3 separate regions of the Sus scrofa genome follow, and all the other regions are linked to region 2. The links are chromatin contacts, called in public HiChIP or PLAC-seq maps. All regions are on one chromosome and are shown on one strand. Each heading gives the region's core, a stretch centred on a gene start, on an enhancer-like site or on the middle of the called end of the contact. The rest is flanking DNA. Distances are from core to core; before and after follow the strand shown. Region 1 overlaps LRRC28 (leucine-rich repeat-containing protein 28). Region 2 overlaps LOC110261474 (a long non-coding RNA gene). Region 3 overlaps MEF2A (myocyte enhancer factor 2A).

Region 1 (4,014 bases), core at 524-3,023, 180 kb after region 2:
TCCAGCGTTGCTGTGAGCTGTGGTGTAGGTTGCAGACGTGGCTCACATCCCAAGTTTCTGTGGCTCTGGCATAGGTTGGCAGTTACAGTTCCAATTCAACCCCTAGCCTGGGAACCTCCATGGGCTGCTGGTGAGGCCCTAAAAGACAATAAAGACAAAAAACAAAAAAAACAAATTTTTGCTTTTTTTTTATGGCCGTACCCACAGTACATGGACGTTCTCAGGTGAGGTACTTAATCTGACCCAGAGCTAAGGTCTACACCATAGCCAGTTGCAGCAATCCCGGATACATTAACCCACTGCTCCAGGCTGGGGATCGAACCCAGGCCTCCTCAGTGACCAGAGCACCTGCAGGCAGATTTTTCTACCCACTGTGCCATAGCAAGAACTCCAACTTTTACATTTTTAACACTTGAACGAACTGGATTAGGATCTTTGATCCCCCCACTTAATGGCTATGTAACCTCAGGGAGGATAGTTACTCTTTCCAAGCTTTAGGTTTCTCAACTTAAAAAAAAAAAACAGAAAAAAGAAAAACAGTAATATCTATTCCATCTGATAACTCTGACAACTAACAAAGAAAAAAAGTTATGCATTTAGCATGTCTGGCCTACTTTAATTAGTAAATGTACTGACAATAATAATAATCTCTTGATTATCTGGAGAGTTAACACTTTTTAGAGTAACTGTTAAGATTATTATTCTTAGCAATAACAATAGCATAAATACATTTATGAAATAAAAATTATTAAGACACAGCAAAAATATCTGCATACTAGATAATCACTATTGTTCAGAATTACATAGTAACCAAGAGAGGCCACTTTAAGTCTCTGACAACACAGACCTCCCCCTCCCCATCCCTTTGCCAGGGAAACCTTGTTGGAACAGGGCCTTCTCTCTCAGGAAGCAAAGCAAAGTCCAATAGCAGAGGAACTATGAGCCAGTCTCCACTGGATGTGGATTCTAAGAGCACAGGAAGGCAGAGAAGCGGTAAGGAAGGGAATCATGAGCTAAGACTGTGTATCTGCCTTACACAGAAATTCACCACAGTCAAGGAACAGATCATTTTAAAAACCATTTTTACAGATGAGGAAGCTTCAAAAAATGTCAAAAAATGTGTGATGTTTAGTATTCTTATATTTTTGGATTGCATTTATACAGTGGGAAATCATATTAATCCTAAAGTCAATGTAATTTGACTACTTAAGTTTATATTAAATCCACTTTGTTCTAATTGTGAATGAATACTGCTCCAAGGATTATTATAATGCACACTGTATCCTTCTCCATTCACCACCGATATTCTCCCATGTCCTGGAATTAACTGTTCATTCCTGTATGTCAAAAGTCTTGTGAGAGATCCTCATTTAGTCATATTTTCTCTCTCTCTTTCAACAAAATTACACTTCAGAATATGCTTCCAGTGTTTATAAATAGTCTAAAGGCAACAAAAAAACAAAAAAAGATCACCAGAGTGGACAGCTGGCCCTCATCTGTCAACGAAAGGCAAGAAGCTACAAGGAACACATAAAGGTTTGAAAGGGGAAAGAAGTGGGCTAATCCTTGGGCCTCAAATTCAGAGGCAATGGACCTTAAGAAGACAAGTTTGGGGAGTGAGGGGAAGAAAAAATCAGAAATATGCCAGATAAGAAGCAGCAGCAGAAAGGAAAAGTGTCAGCAGACAGGAGAGCAGCCTGTGTTCAAACATTCCAGGAAGCAACCCCTGCAAATCCACAGATCACAGTGAATGCCATATGAAGTGGAGCACTAACAATACCCATGGTGGTGGAGAAGACAGCAGCAATCAAGGCTGCCCAGCCAAGCAAGTGCCAGAGACAGTGTGTAAAACCAGGCTTTTCCTTTCTCAATTTATCTCTGTCAGAACTTACTTTCATTTTCTCATAGAGAAACACGCTACCTATACATATTATCAACTCTTCATATTATGCTATTTTGAAAGGTATTACAGATGCACAAAATAACGGAATAGATTTAACAACTAATTTTGATGCATTGTTTACTAAAAGAGAAAGTGCTTTTAAAAGTTTACAAAAATATGAAATTAAAAGCACTAAGATGAAGGGTAATTTTGGAAAAGGAAATAAAACTTCATTTAGTGTGTCTGTGTGTTTAAACAAAATTAAGTTTTATTTAGGTAGCAGTGGGTTAGCCAAGTTCCTTTAAATAGTTAGGGATTTGCAAAGTGCAAAGCTCATGTAACTTAATCTCTGTTTTCCGCAAATCCCCATAGGTCCATTTGCTTAAGAAACCCATGCTTCCTGGCTGGATGCCGGCATACCAAACCTGCCCAGTCGTGCATAGTTTTATTTCTGTTACTAAATTAGGAAACCAAAGTGGGCACTGTCTGGGCTAACAGCAGAGAGAAAAGGCTCAGCATCATTAGTGAGCGTGTATTCCTAAGAGCCAGATCATTATCAGATATTTAACTTTTAATTAGAGATAACCAAAATAATTTGATCTAATAAGGAGCAATACTAAGAAATAATTAAATGAAGACAAAGGGAGAAATACATTTAACAAAAGCATTCTTCTGAATAGGTTTAATTATTACATTGAAAGTAAATTAACTACTACCATCAAGGCTTAACATCTCAATGACTGATGGTAAAATACTGCCATCTTTTCCTAAGCAGTGAGGAGAAATGGGAAATTATTCACCACAATTTTTACAAATATTTACTAACACACTTTATGTAGAGCACTGTTTAGAGAAATGAAGTAGAGCATTCAGAGACTTAAATGGAGAAAGAAAAAGCAGGATTTGAAAAGAGAAAAGCCACTGTGTTTATTTTCAAAGTTATTTTAAAATGACATAAAAATACAAAAGGAAAAATACATTATTTTCCACTTTCCAAATTTTACTTGTCTCTAAGTAGCATATCAAAGGGGATTAAAAAGACAGTGGTTGTTAATTAACATTCTATAAAGCATTTTAAACATACTACCAATAGTTTGCCAAAAGCTAAAGCTTGAATCCTAAAGGTGTTGGGAGAATTTTAGTTCTAGCAATAGCTATACTTTTCTTATAAACGTTTTGTTAAATATTGATAAATTTCGAAGTAGTATTTATTTTACATTAATTTTATGAAAGAATTTTAAAATTATTTGCTACGAAATCTGTATTTCTATATGGATGGAAGCTTTTTAAATATCAGCATTTAGAAATTATAGAAAAATTAAATAACAAAATTTAAGTGTTATGATAGGCCCTGAATGGCTTATCAGATATGATAAAAAAAAGATGCTCACAATATTTAATCCCAACCTTCAGCAATACAGAAATCCATTCATATTTATTAAGAAAACATGGAAGAACTCTTATTACTATCCAAAAGTCTAGTTATTCTTTCATCTAATCTCTTTATATATTTTTTCATATCTCTATAGGACATCAAAATGCATTTTGGTGATCATGTGTCAGCCAAAACCCAGAGCCTTTATCTTCTTTTTGATCAACTCCCACCACCAAGATCTGGCCATCAGTGAAGAGAAGCAGATCCACAATGGAGTGGGGGGACAAACAGAAATAGCTTCCCTCAGTCAGTCTGTCTCTACTTCAACTATCCATCCTACTGGAGTCTCAATGCAGACCACAACATTTGGTCCACTTGTCTGGCCCTTCCCTGTAACTATTTTATTGATAAGGGGCACACTGTTGTGGAGGCACAATGAAATCAGAAAAACAAGCCTCAAGTCAAAAGTTACATAAATAAAAAGGAAAGCAACAAACAGATGAGTGATGAGAAATTATACTGAGTAGTGTAATGATCCCCATAGATTACTTTAATAAAAGGTCCTTCAGACCATCACTGTTATCTTCTTATTGTCACCCATATGGACATAAAAATATGTATTCAGATGAAACACCCAAAAAAGGGAGAAAATAAATTTTCTTTTGCTTTGAAGAAAAAAAAAACCATTGTAATTTAATTTTTTCAAAAGATATCTGAAAAAGAAAAAAGCTGGAGAACTTAACATGGCCTCATTTCA
Region 2 (4,159 bases), core at 919-3,418:
TCATAGGTCTTAGAAGGAACCAACCTCACCAACACCTTGAATTTGGACTTCCAGCCTCCAGACTATGAGATAATCCATTTCAGTTGTTCTAAGCCACTTGGGTTGTGGTATTTTGTGATACAGCCCTAGCAAACAAATGTAGCTGTCCTGTAAGAAGGTAGACTCCCCTAGGGCCTCCATGCTGTTAGGTAGGAAGCCCAAGCCACACCGGAGGCCATGTGTACGTATTCTAGTGAGAGCCAGCATCAACCACCATACATGAGAGCAAAGACATCTCCAGATGATTCCAGCTACCAGCTATAGATCCCCCCTCTCCCAGATCTATCCACATCTTCAAGTGTTACCAGACAAGACCCCCAGTATCACAAAGCCAGTGAATTCTTTTTATGTATAACCAAGTTCCATCTGAAATTCCCCTATCTGAATTCTCAAGCCACAGAATCTATGTGCATAATGAAATAGGTTTCTTAGGCCACAAGTTTTGAGGCTCTCGTGGCAGCGGGAACGGCAACTGTCTCACAGTGGTTGAGGCCAGAGCTGTGAGCTCCCTGACTCCAGAATGCAGACCTTCTCCGGATGCAAGCTCAGCAGCCTTGCTGTCTCAGACGGTGTCTGGGCAGGATGACCTTTGCTGAGTCTTGTCTCCAAGCAAGCAGGGCTGGCCCACGTGGACTATTTGGTTGACCCACGAGGACTCCCTGACCTAGGAGGAAGCCAAATCCCCCTCAGACTCCTTCAAGTTTTGAGAGCAAGCCAGGGTCTCAAAGCCAGCCATCAAGACTGGTCTCTTCAAGGTCTGATCACTTGGTTGAGGATTAGAACCATAGGGATCACACAACCCTGTTCCCATGGTCGCTCTGCAAATGGGTTTGCAACCAGGAGAGCTCCTGGGAGGCAGAATATAATCTGGGTGTCTGACTGTTGGGGTTTAAATTCTAGCTGTGCGTGGAGTTCCCGTTGTGGCTCAGTGGTAATGAACCCAGCTAGCATCCATGAGGACACGGGTTCAATCCTTGGCCTTGCCAAGTGGGTTAAGGATCTGGTGTTGCTGTGGCTGTGATGTAGGCTGGCAGCTACAGTTCCAATTGAACCCCTAGCCTGGAAACTTCCATATGCCACGGGTGCGACCCTAAAAAGACAAAAATATTTTTAAGTAAATAAACAAATAAAATTCTGGCTGTGCAATCTACTAGCTATATGGTCTTGGTCAGTTATAGAACATCCCCAAGCCTGTTCCTTCATCTTCAAAATGGGAAAATAATAGCAGCCACCTTGTAGGGGTTCCCACGAGGCTCACCCAGGACATTCTCACCAGGATCATAGGGCTGGGCGCTACCACTGTCATTCATCAACATCAACATTCTGCTTGCATAGCTTTGTCTTTTCTTCCCAAGGCAGACTAGTTGGTTTAGTTCCTGAGGGCTTCCCAGCAAAGGGAAAATGTAGCTTAAAATAACCCCAAGAATACTGATATCTTTCAAAAGTTAAATTTAAAGATTAATAAAGATTCCAGACAAACCTCAGGTAGCATTGTTATTACTGGGCTTTTGTTGCTGTTCTGAACAGCTTTGAAAACTCTTGGCTTTGAAGCTCTAAAGGATGGCAATTAGCCTCTCCTGAAGGTCCTCACAGCAGCAAATCTTTGGCACAGGGCACAGGGCTCCACTTCCTTCCCCATTCTGCAGCCACCGTGTCTGCCTGCGTCCCCACCCTGGCCCAGGCAGGAGCGGTGGGAGGACGCGTGGTCGCCCCAGCTCACTGCTGCAGGAAACGCTGCCTGCCGCCCTGGCCCCGATGACTCCTAAAAAAGAAGGCGGATGGGGTGACTCAAAGCAAACCATCTCCTCCCCCACCCTGCACGCCGCACTCGCACAAGCCCCCCTTCTCCAAGGGTGAGGCTGAATCAGGGCTCAGGGCCCTGGGATGCTCAGAGGCCCCTTTTGTAGAGCTGACCTGGCTGAGAGATCCAGCTGCAGGCTGCCCTAATGGATGGAGCTAACACCCTTCTAGGCAGTAGCCTGCCCCACGGCGGCACTTTGTCAGAAGCCATCTCTGGGAAGGCTGCTGGCAGGCTTCTGGCTGGCGGCTCCATCTCCCTCCTGCTCCACGCGGGGCAAGGCTTGTCCAAATATTTGGCTTGATCCTGCTTTCTGATTCATCATGTGCAGAAACCTCTGTAATTTCATCTAGTGCGTGACTCAGACCAGAGCTCAGCACAAGTGCTGGGCAGCGGAGGCCGGAGCCGCTCAGAGGCCAGGCCTGCAGTCAGTGCCCGCTGCTCTCAGCTGGCCCCCAGGGGGGCTCCCAGATTGCCTAGCCGCAGATGAAATCTCTTTTGTCTGAGATGATTAATGGAGCCCCAAACAAGCCTCAGCACAAGGGTGTGAGGTGCACTTTGTACCTTTTCCAAGTCTTTCTTTCTCTTTTTTCTTTTTTAATGCTAAATCCATTTGCATCTCATAAATTATATTGGCTTCAAAATGAAATGTTCCTGACAGCAGCAGGCAGGGTGTGGGTCCCGCTAAAACATTTTCTCCTGCCGTCCCCTCTCTCCTTCTGAGACCCTAGGAGAAATCTGGCTTGTCTTCCAGAGGAGGAGGGGAGGGAGCAGAATGACCTAGATTCTGAATCTGCAAGACAGGTAGAGCCAGCTCGCCTGTCTTCCAAAGGCTACTGTGCACAGGGTCCCAGGCTTTCGGAAGGAGTCAGCAGAATGGGGCTCTCTCCTCTTCTGGTGTGGACCTCTTGTGGGTGACATGGTCTCTGTGTCCTTCAGCAGGTTTGTCCTCTTAGGAAAGGCCACAACTGGACGGAGGCGGGAGGAGACTGCTGTTACCTGGGTGGGAGTGGGGAAGAGGCATAGCTGATAACCAGGTAAGCCCCCCCGCCGCCCCGCCCGTAGAGATATGTGGGGCAAGGGAAGGCAGCCGTTAAGTAGCAGAGAAGAGGGGATGGCAGTGCAGGTATCAGGGGCTCCAGTCATCGGAGACAATGGAATTTAAACTTTCCTTCCATTATTCTCCAGCTTTGTGGTTTTGGGCAAGTGTCTTTTCCTTTCTGAGCCTCCATTTCCTCTTCCCTTCATTTATTCAATATCTATCTTCTGAGCCTCGTCTGCTCCCTTGGCACTTACATTCTGACACCACACAGTCAGGTGCATAAGTACTGTGCCAGGAGGTGGCATACGGTGGCATCAAAAGATCAATGAGATATAGTTGACCCTCAGCCTTTGCTGTGTTGGGCTGAGGCTGGGAAGGTGAGGGGGTCCAGCCCAGGAGACTGAGAAGGTACAGGTAGCCATGGAGGTGGGACCTGAGAGAGGCACCATGAAGCAGGACCATGTCTGTGTCACACAGAGTGGGAGCTGGGTAAACGTCGTTGTCGTCATTATTGTTATGTGACTGCTGGTTGTGAGCATGGCTGTGAACTTGGGGTGGAGGTGCTAAAGGGAGGATGCAGCAAGCTGGGAAGAAGATGGCTTCAAACCCAGGGTGACCCTGGCACTGTGATGGGCAGCCCCTGCTCGCCACACCAGGCTCCCTCCATGGCAGCCTCTGAAGGAAGCAGAGGCGGCCTTCACTTCATGCCGTGCCCCAAAGGTCAGCTGGCTCAAGTTTCACAAGCGGGCATTCCAGGCCTGGGGCCCGCACAGGGAGCTCTCTGCCCATGGTCAGGCCTCCAAGTTCCCGTCCAGGACCAGCTGCAGGAGCTTCAGCCCATCTCAGTTGGCCTCAGGGGTGCTGAGGCAGCTGTTGCCAGGCAGGGGTGGGGTGGGAGAAGGAGGCACGAAGCAAGCCCCAGAGCAGCTGTCTTCACCATCAGAACCTAAGCCACTCCCGGGCCAGGGAGCCACGGTCAGAGGCGCTCCAACCTCTGCAGGGAGGGGCGGTGGAGTACACGTGTGGTAGGTGCAAATTAAATGAATGCATATACATATATATGGGTGCCATATTTTGCTAAAAGTTTTTGCATCTTAATTTCATTTAATTTCGCAACATTCTGGGCATTTTATAAGTAAAACTCGGTGAGCTCAAAGAGCAGAAATGCAAACCCCACGTTCTGTGCCCTCAGGAGATAGCTCCGAGGCCAGAGTACACAGTGGTGGCTTTAGCTGAGCTCCTCTTCTGATCACAGATTCCTTTGGGCTCCCTGAGGAACA
Region 3 (3,647 bases), core at 882-3,381, 240 kb before region 2:
GTGAAACCACACATGTCTCCTGCATGCCCAAGAATGGCAAATCTAAACAAAACCTGCCCACACTGGGTTATCTACACAGCCTGCATGGTTACAAGCACCCCTCCAATCAGTGCAGCACTCTTAAATTTGCCTAATTTACCCTCCAAGTAGTATTTTGGAGAATGAAATCTCTAAATAAACATGAATGAGTAAAAAGCTCCACTTGGAGGTGAGAAGTGACTGACTGAGGAGAAACAAAAAAGCTCCTGGTCTTGCCCCTCAGGCACAAACAACAGAAGCTAAGTGGGTTGTCACATGGAGGAAACCACCACCCGTTAGCCCAGCCACCCAGCTACCACCTCTCAAGTCCTCAGGTCCAAAGGGATTCAGTCTTCCCCAAAGTAGACTGACACAACAATGTATAGAAAACACCTTATTTCACAGGCCTCAGAGAGTGAGATATTGCATAATGAGAACTGCATAGAAAATGTCGAGTGTATTCCTTGGTTTGCTGCTCACCGTAATTTTCATGACAGCTAGTTTTTCTTTGTCAGGTGGTAAGTAAAAGTTCACACTTGGAAATCTTTCTATGGCAAATGTGTACTTTTTTTAAGACTAGCAGGTTTTTTTTTTTTTAAACATATGTAAAATGTGAATCTAAGAAACTGGAAATAATTCATTTCAATAAACATACTTTTAAAAAAATCACAAAAGCATATATGGAGCAAAAACAAAGAAATAAAACCAACAAAAGGTAACAGCAGGCTTACCGGTGTTGTAGGCGGTTGGCATTGCTGAGTACACCAGCCCTTGCTGAGGCAGACTTGGGGTGGTCACAGACACCACTGGGGTAGCTAGGGGCTGGGGGGCTTGAGAACTGCTTATCCTCTGGGTATTCTGTGAGAGAGCAGAAAAAAGTAAAAGTGCTATTCTGTGAGTATTTATATTCAAACTTAATATTTTCAAAATAACATTCAATTTACAAGTGACATTTTTCACAGTTTTATGATGTGAATGTCATTATTTCCTAAAGCAGTGATGATATGAAAGCCCTAAAAATACTAATGGGAATAACTAAATATTTAATTATAAGGAACATATTTTACATTATTGTTCATTTTCCCCTAAAGTACTTTTCATAGAGTTTATTGATGTCCAAGATACATCCTTAAGATAGAAACTTGCATTAGGGGTGGACCTGATGCTGCTATAAAGATGTCAGTGACCTGAAATAAAGCAGATGTGGATTTTAAATACCCAGAGGTAGCAAGCCATTTGTATACATGGAGATGATAAGTTCTTGAGAATATAAGAATCAAAACTACTTTTATCTGCACCATTTATATATTAACATGGTTTTAAGTCATGCTTACTTAAGTGTGGCTTGTATTCCTATTTACTTCCTTGTGATCCTACAGCTGACACACAGATATATATGTATTATATATGTATATGTATGTATGTAGATAGATACTTTTATAAACATTTTTAAAAGTGCAGTTTTATTTTAAGTAGAAGGATATTTTATTTCAGTTTTAGTTCTTAAAATTTTATTGCAGTACAGTTGATTTACAATGTTTAATTTCTGCTGTATAGCAAAGTGATTCGGTTTATACATACACATTCTTTTTCATATTCCTTTCTATTACGGTTTATCACAGGATACTGAATATAGTTCCTTGTGCTACACAGTAGGATCTTGTTGTTTACCCATCCTCTATATAATAGTCTGACTCTGCTAATCCCAAACTCCCAATCCTTTGCTCCTCCCCCTTGGCAACCACAAATCTGTTCTAAAGTGCAGTTTAAGGGTCACAGCAACACTGAGGGGATGGTAAAGAGATTTCCCACTTACTCCCTGACCCCACACAGGCACAGCTTCCCTCATTCTCAACATCATCCACCATGACCTATTTTTTAACAACAGATTCAGATGTGTATCCCTTCCCTTCACAGTCTCCTGTTTTAAGAAAGGAAAAGCTCTGTGGATGAAACAATAGTAAATGCTTGCTGACTGACAGCACCTACACAGTATCCCATCTACAGAAGGAAATAAAAAAAAAATCAAGTATTAAATAATCAAGTCAGCTTAAGGTAGTCATCACTCTCTCTATGTGTAGGGCTATGACAGAGCAGTTTCTTACTGTACTGCCTTAAGTGAACACTTCCTAAAATGAAGGATCAGGAACAGAACTGCCTCTGAGTTCCATGTGATTAGAACACAAGAAGGCCAAAGCCTAACTCCAAGGTCAGTTTTTTCAAAGGAAGAAATTACAGCCAGATAACTGACATTTGAGGGTCTAAACCATATAAGTAAAAGTATAACTTGGAGCCTTAGAAATTATAAAGTCAGAATGTGATTCAATTTTCTCTATTACCATTTCAAAGGGTAATCAAATGAAGGCCTTTGGGTAGATCTAGTTATCTGAACACTGATCATTCGATCAGGATCAGATCTCAGTTTATTTCCTTTCAGTTTGTAACAAGTTTTCCAATCTTGTTAGAGGATGTTGGAAAGACCGACCATTCTGTATATGGTTATGCTGGTTTTTGTCCCATAGTTCCTAAGAACTGGGAAAATCATTCAACCTCTCCAAAACCTCTTTGTTTGCAGGGTAGAGAGGATAGTGATCACTGTGCTGCCTGATTTGTACTACTACTGTTAAGGTAAGGTAACCTAGTAAGGTAATAGTTCGGAAGTGCTTGAACAACAGAAATGTAAGAATGTATCCTTAAATCACTGTTCTAAGAAACCCTATGGCCCCAAATTCTTATGTAACTGTTTTTTTTAAAAAAAGGATAAACTTATTTATTCCTTTTTATCCACAGCTATTCCCCCAGAGCTGTCATGAAGTAAAGTTGTTCCAGAATTGTAAGGCTTCTAGAGGAATCTCTGTGGCCTGGCTCTAAGAGAATCTTCAGTGTAGGCTCCAGGGCATCTGTCCTTACTCATTTTGGGTCAGAGACATCTATGATTACATTTTAGAGCTCTAGCTAATTTGAAAAACTTGCTGAAATCAAACAGATTGTGCTTCTGATTGTATTTTGGTTCTGATACATAAAGCTCTGCATTTTACACTGATTAAGTTTTAGACTCTGAATTAGCTTAAGTTTTAGAACTATGAATAGCTGTTTATAGTTTTTGGTCATATATTTGTTTCTTAATTACAAATGTTTATTTTTATGATTACTAGACTTCATAGTTTTCAAATACTTAAAAACTTATCTTTGAGATTCTGTAATTGAGGGTAAAGTCAACATATGACAACTAGGAATATATTTTAGTCTCAGCATCAAGGTAAAAATTTTAATGACTTTATGAAACAGATACCTAATTTGGACTTAATTTGTTCTCACAGATTTGGTCACTGAAAATTCAAGAGTCAAATACTATGTGAAAAATACAGAATGATATGGTTTGGCCTGGCTCTATCCATGCAGCAGCTTCCATCTCCCCAGAAATTTCCTGGTGTGACCTCAAGATAGGGTGGTGGTGGTGGTGGTGGTGGTGTGTGTGTGTTTAACAGTGAGATTCCAATATGTTGGTTCTACCCATCACAGCTCCCAATCTCAAGGCCATTGATTTCCAGAGCCACTAGAGGGCAACATACTGCTAGATAATTACAAGTTCACAAGGAAGTATTCATGCTAATTTAAGGGTATAAATA

The links. HiChIP or PLAC-seq counts read pairs in DNA pulled down with a chosen protein or histone mark.
Region 1: a contact with region 2 is called in an H3K27ac HiChIP or PLAC-seq map of skeletal muscle. The contact joins two enhancer-like sites. A contact is called at or near these places in 2 of 47 Hi-C or Micro-C datasets (embryonic fibroblasts and skeletal muscle) and 1 of 2 datasets of contacts at active chromatin or transcription factors (skeletal muscle).
Region 3: a contact with region 2 is called in an H3K27ac HiChIP or PLAC-seq map of alveolar macrophages. The contact joins two enhancer-like sites. A contact is called at or near these places in 1 of 47 Hi-C or Micro-C datasets (skeletal muscle) and 2 of 2 datasets of contacts at active chromatin or transcription factors (alveolar macrophages and skeletal muscle).

The regions. Positions count from the first base shown.
Region 1 is chr1:138,079,075-138,083,088 of Sscrofa11.1, reverse strand. The region is part of intron 5 of LRRC28 (leucine-rich repeat-containing protein 28); the gene reads right to left. Among named protein-coding and RNA genes, the nearest start is that of LRRC28, 83 kb to the right of the region's middle. Within about 2 kb of position 1,773, at least 25 of the 83 cell types and tissues checked have an H3K27ac peak or open chromatin away from gene starts, as enhancers often do. A contact at or near this core is called in skeletal muscle, where this site is marked.
Region 2 is chr1:138,255,905-138,260,063 of Sscrofa11.1, reverse strand. LOC110261474 (a long non-coding RNA gene) reads right to left here. Exons shown (of 2, transcript XR_002345600.1): 2 at 1,262-2,836. Among named protein-coding and RNA genes, the nearest start is that of MEF2A, 140 kb to the left of the region's middle. Within about 2 kb of position 2,168, at least 25 of the 83 cell types and tissues checked have an H3K27ac peak or open chromatin away from gene starts, as enhancers often do. A contact at or near this core is called in alveolar macrophages and skeletal muscle, where this site is marked.
Region 3 is chr1:138,499,160-138,502,806 of Sscrofa11.1, reverse strand. It overlaps MEF2A (myocyte enhancer factor 2A), which reads right to left. Exons shown (of 10, transcript NM_001097421.1): 8 at 750-876. Among named protein-coding and RNA genes, the nearest start is that of LYSMD4, 67 kb to the left of the region's middle. Within about 2 kb of position 2,131, at least 6 of the 83 cell types and tissues checked have an H3K27ac peak or open chromatin away from gene starts, as enhancers often do. A contact at or near this core is called in alveolar macrophages, where this site is marked.